Linked DNA regions of Mus musculus: region 1 is linked to region 2. The links are chromatin contacts, called in public promoter capture Hi-C maps. All regions are on one chromosome and are shown on one strand. The core of a region is the stretch at or near the end of the contact, and the rest is flanking DNA. Distances in the headings are between cores, read along the strand shown. Region 1 has its middle 3.8 kb from the start of Ppp1r14bl. Region 2 has its middle 94 kb from the start of Ppp1r14bl.

Region 1 (2,857 bases), core at 307-2,806, 90 kb after region 2:
ACTGGGGCATGAGGCTATGCTTTCCTCCATGATGACATTGGACCAAACCTCTGAATTGTAAACCAACCCCAGTTGAACGTTTTCCTTTATAGAGTAGCCATGGTCATAGTGCCTCATCACAACAATAAAACCCTAAGACAGCTGGCTAAAATGTTTGTGACAGGGTATGTGTTACAGGAGGTAAATCAGAAACCAGAGATGAATGTAATGATTGGCAGCAATTTCAATGTCATGAATATACATGAGCCTAATACTTGGAACATCGCCTTAAGAAAATCCTGTCTACAGGCAAGTATTGCATTTTAGTATTAGAAATAAACTTTGTGATACTTTTATTGGTTTGCTTAAACATCTACATTGTTAGATACTGGAGAGACAGCTCAGCAGATAGGAGACAGTACTCATTTGCAGAGTGTCTGAGTTTGTTTCTCAGTACTCACATCAATGTCCTCTTCTGGTCTCTCTAGACACCAGGCATACACATGGTGCACATACATATATGCAGGCAAACACTCACACATGCAATTAAAATAAATATTTTCAAAATAGTGTGGGTAACTTTTTAAAATTACTATTACTGATTAGTATATATTATTGTGTCTACTATCAGAGATCTGATGCAAGAAGATCAATACCCAGTAAAGAACACACATGCATATTATCAAAAATTTAGCAGACACTGTACAGCCTAGAAATTGATCTTTGTTACATAGATCCTAAGTTCGGAAGCTGTTATTACATGATTGGGTACCTTAGACGAGTTAAGCCTTCTGTGTGTGTGTGTGTGTGTGTGTGTGTGTGTGTGTGTATGTATTTTAAATAGCAGTTTAAATTCTTGTATTTTAGCCTTTTTTCAAGCTGTAGTTGTACCAGGCAAACAAGCATGGAGTCATTACTCAATGTGCGATAGCATTTGTAAACAGCAATGAGGTGGAAAACTAATTAAATGTGGCTGGAAATTATAAATTAGTTAACGTTACCTCCAAGTTCTCTTGGTGAGTGGTTGAGGTGGGGTAAGCATGGAGAATCTTTAGGGAAAGACTTTTGCCTTTTGTAGAAAATGTGCCTAGGCCTCAAATTGGCAATAAAACAGTGTTTCAGGAACTTGGGCCAAAGCTCTCCTCTTGTTTCTTGGCAAATGTGCATTTGGCTGGTTTCAGAGAGTCTGCACCATTCCTATGTGATGTGTAGAAATTAAATCTGAAACGTTTATCACGTGTATTTATTTGTTAGTGTATGTATGTATAATGTAGGAGGTGGCGAGAGTACAACATATATATGTGGAGGTCAGAGAACAACTTTGGGGAATCTGTTCTCTCCCTCCTCCTTTAGGTGGCTTTTGGGGGTTGAATTCAGGTCTCCCAACTTGCATAACAACCGTTTTTACCTCCTGAGCTACCTCACTAGCCCGGGTTTCAGTTCTTGTTTGGGGAAAACATACTGTATGGGGAAAAGACCTGAGCCAACCTTTTTTATGATTCTATTCTGTTAAAGTATGCTGCAGTTAACTATAACCACTTTCTTTTTTTTTTTTTAAATTTGGAAGGAGTTTTTCACACATGTCCCACAAGGAAAATCCATTTTGAGCTTATGTTGTAACAGATTGTGTAATCCCTGCATCTAAAACACGCCGCAGTCTGCCTACATTTAGGAGGCAAGTATCCATATCCAACCAGCAGTCTTGCTGCAGATTTTACATGGGAATTAGCTCTCATTTCCATCCTTCATCATCCCCCCACTTCCTCAACCCCATTCCAAATTTTTCTTTCCAGAAACTAAGTTTGACCAATTCTTCCACTCCCCACCAACCATATGGCCAAAATCTAATCTGTTTTAACCTAAACCCTGAGCCAATGACACAGAATCTATCACTATAGGTTAGGCTATAGCATCCTGCTTTCTGTCTTTAGAAAAGTGTTCAAGTTAAGGGAAAATAAAGTGAGAGTTGAACTAGGAATTTGGCAACCAAGAAGATTTGACATCCAAATATTTCAAAATATTTTTGCTTGCAGTAGAAATATGCTTTTTCTCTTCAACCTTATCATCACCCCGTTCTTTGATGCCAAACAAGTGATGGAGAAAGAGAGAGAGAGAGAGAGAGAGAGAGAGAGAGAGAGAGAGAGAGAGAGAGAGAGAGAGAGAGAGAGAGAGAAACAGACAGACAGACAGGCAGGCAGGCAGACAGAGACAGACAAAGACAGAGAGTTAAAAGAAACAGCCTTTTCCTACAGGAGGGCAACTGTTTCCTAGGCTAGACATGAGAATAATGAATCTCTAAGCTTTGCCTCTCAAAAGTTCATATGGTGTGAGCTTCAGGGCAGTTAAGGGAAATTTTGGAAGTGGTAGAGGGAAGAAGACATGTCTCTCACTACTTGCCTGATATTTTCGCAACTTTGTGAAAATCCAGCTTCCTTCAAACGGCAAGAAAGACCATCCTGTATGATGTTTTCATTCTGTATAATCCTTTACATTCCCTGCCTCATGAATTCACATCACTGGATTCTATGTCCACATGTCTGCTATGAAGAGACACCATGACCAAGACAACTCTTATAAGGACAACATTCAACTGGGGCTGGCTTACTGGTTCTGAGGTTCAGTCCATTATCATCAAGGCAGGAGCATGCTTACCATGTTGTGTTCAGGCAGGCATGGTGTGAAAGGAGCTGAGCGTTCTGTATCTTGATCTGACTGCAGCCAGGAGAAACTGACTCTTCCTCATGGGGCAGAGCTTCAAAGCCCACCCCCACAGTGATGTGCTTCCTCCAACATGGCTACACCTACTCCAAAAGGCCATACCTCGTAATGATGCCAATTCCCTTGGGCCAAGCATGTTCAAACCACCACACCACACTAT
Region 2 (3,042 bases), core at 242-2,741:
ACCTCCATAGAGTCACGTGTGATTATGTGATAATAGCATCCAAGAACATTTTTGTAATGTAATATTAAGATAAATATATATGTCTTATAAATCTTTGGCAAAAGACAAAAGTAGCAACATACAAAAGAAACACTATAAATGGCATATAAACATACATGGCCAAAGCAGTGAACAAAGACCCTCCACCTCCACCCCGACCCCTGCTAAGGAGATTAGCAGAGACCCTGGTAGACTGGCAGACTTACAGGGTAAGTTGGGAGTATTTTTTTTCAGTTAAACACTCCCAAATATTTACAGAGCCTCCTAAAGTTTGGATAGCAACTACTGGATCTTACCCAGAGATATTAGTCTGATTTAGTGAAGAAGAAAAAAAAAAAAAAAAAATCCCGGCCTGGCAAGATGGCTCAGTGGGTAAGAGCACTGACTATTCTTCCTGTTCTTTCCTGAGTTCAAATCTCAGCAACCACATGGTGGCTCACAACCACCCATCATGAGATCTGACACCCTCTTCTGGTGTGTGTGAAGTCAGCTACAGTGTACTTATGTATAATAATAAGTAAATCTTTGGGCCAGAGCAAGAAGGGGCTGAGTGAGTGGAGTTGACCAGAGAGAGCAGAGGTCCTAAAATTCAATTCCCAACAACCACATGAAGGCTCACAACCATCTGTACAGCTGCACTGTACTCACATACATAAAATAAATACATCTTAAAAAAATGTCCCTTGATAGGAATCTAAACTTAAATTCTCCAAGTGGAGGTGAACATATCGACAGAGAGCAGAATCCACCACTAACCCCAAAAGCAACAAGAAACACATTAGCAGAACAGAATCCTCCTAAGAGAACAGATGTGCCCTTCTTTACTGTTACTTTGAATCCAAGATTCTGACATACCCTCCCCGACAGGTGTCCATTAGCTTATTTATACCACGATACTTCCTCCATCCTCTTAAAATAATAAAATAAATTACTGATGCTATTTAATTTCAAATACTTATATGCTTATAAATTATCCCTGTCTCAAATTTCTTTGACCTCAACTTGGAAAGGAGAGATTGTCACTTACTGATTTTTAGGTTTTTAGGCTTGGACGTGATGTTCTGCCTGGTTTGTAGAATGCAACGGAGGGAATAAATAACCACACCTGCTACCTAAGTAAACATATGCTTTACATAAGCCCCGGCTAGGAACGTGGTAGCTCTGTTACTAGGTGCTACCCAGCAGCACACAAGGTGGATAATGGTGTCACAGCCTTCTATAAATAAATATGTGTCAAACACACCCCAGATGAAATTCTCTGGGAACAGAGTTCTTTAAAGGCTTGTTTCACAAGATAATTGCATTTATATTTTATTAACCAACTGCAGAAAGGATATGGCATAAAGGGAGGAAAAATTAAAAACCTTGGTGCCATCATGAGACAATTCCATTTAGAACACTGTCATCCTCTCTTGGCAGAAACACACTGTTGGCTTCATTTTGAAGCAGATTGCTTTGAAGCCTCCCCCCAATACAAAATCTAGGTGCCAAGCTCTGTAACCAGTATGTTATGGCCAATGGTTGTTAACTTGCTAGAAAAATATCACGTCCTATCAAGCTGTACCTGTGTTATTAGAGAACCTCTTGCCCCTGAGCCATTACTGGAAATCCTTTGTGACACTTTATAAAAAAGCTTTGGTTTGGAAGGTGAGGAGTAAGAAATGAGGCCGGTCAGGATCTTCCCCAGCCTTCTCAGCATCAGAGTAGCTTCATTGTTTCATGCTTAAACTACACTTTAATAATTCTCTTGTTACCATAGAGGCTGGGCTATATCCTAATCATCATCAGGATTAGCGCTTCACCCACGAGCAATCTGAGGAAGTCATTTCTCCCACTGATGCATCCAGCAGAGTTTAGGCTGAACGGACATTAGGTGATCAAGTGAGTAATTCCATAACCAATGGCTATGCTAATAAAGCTATGTTCGTGCACTTATGTCTAGTCAGAGTCTATAAAAATGATGGAACAAGCCATCTTATTCAATGTGATGATGATGTGTCAGCATTGATGCCATTTTCAGTGTACAGGAAGCAAAGAATAACAGGAAGAGATGAGGCCAAGATATACCTTCAAAGATAAACTTCTATTGATCCACAGCATCCAATCTGACCTGTCTTCCACTGTTCCACCACCTCCCAACAGTCTACTAAAATGTTGAATCCTTAAGCTAATTAACCCTTTATAGGAGCTTTTGATCTAACCATGTCTGCAAACGGTCCACTAATCTCCTAAACTTGTCTCAACTCAATAAAATGGATAAGATAACGCATCACACGTGGGCTATGTCAATACAATAAGTTGACCCTGATTAACAGAGTTTGGTTAACCGGCACTTTACAGCATCAAGCACATGGTGCACATATTCCATAAGCACACAGGGTGACTTGCTCTTCCCTTTGTATCTGCTGAAAGGGGTTCAAAACAAACATGCAGGGGTAACCTTCATGTGTCTGTCGCAAGTACAATGTATGCTGAAGAACAGCGTTCGCCCTGTTTGTTCAGCATAGAGCATCCCCTAGAATCAAAATCAGCATCCGAAAAAATAAGGATCTCCTAAAGGTTTTTTTTCAGCATCCTTTACTGATGCTATCAAGGGGGAATGACTAAATGTACACCAACAGCGACATCCACACATTTTTGTTCTCTCCCCTTCTGCCATGCTGCTCTGGTTTGAGTAAGTTTCACATACCGTCCACCAATTCAGTGGTCAGTCCCTCTTGTAGAAGACTTGTGCGCACATTTTTCCTATCCCCAACACAGTTCAAGGCCCATTGCTTCACTTGGACCAGACCCAGAACATAAGCCATCAATATTTTTGGTTTTACTTTTAATCTTTTTGCTTATTTTATGCCTATGTGTATGGATATTTTGTTACATATATGTCCATACCACATGCATACATGCCAACAGGGACCAGGAGAGGGTGTCAGGCCCTCTGGGACAGGAATTACAGAGAGTTATGGGCTACCACAAGATTGGTTGCTAGGAATTGAAGCTGGGTCC

Evidence for each region. Promoter capture Hi-C pulls out the DNA fragments that hold promoters and counts their contacts.
Region 1: a contact with region 2 is called in a promoter capture Hi-C map of hippocampal neurons, with 2.7 times the contacts expected there. The contact joins two enhancer-like sites. A contact is called at or near these places in 1 of 39 promoter capture datasets (hippocampal neurons) and 2 of 9 other capture datasets (liver and pancreatic islet).

What each region holds. Positions count from the first base shown.
Region 1 is chr1:23,097,040-23,099,896 of GRCm38.p6, forward strand. No RefSeq gene overlaps it. Among named protein-coding and RNA genes, the nearest start is that of Ppp1r14bl, 3.8 kb to the right of the region's middle. Within about 2 kb of position 1,557, at least 14 of the 459 cell types and tissues checked have an H3K27ac peak or open chromatin away from gene starts, as enhancers often do. A contact at or near this core is called in hippocampal neurons, where this site is marked.
Region 2 is chr1:23,006,785-23,009,826 of GRCm38.p6, forward strand. No RefSeq gene overlaps it. Among named protein-coding and RNA genes, the nearest start is that of Ppp1r14bl, 94 kb to the right of the region's middle. Within about 2 kb of position 1,492, at least 9 of the 459 cell types and tissues checked have an H3K27ac peak or open chromatin away from gene starts, as enhancers often do. A contact at or near this core is called in hippocampal neurons, where this site is marked.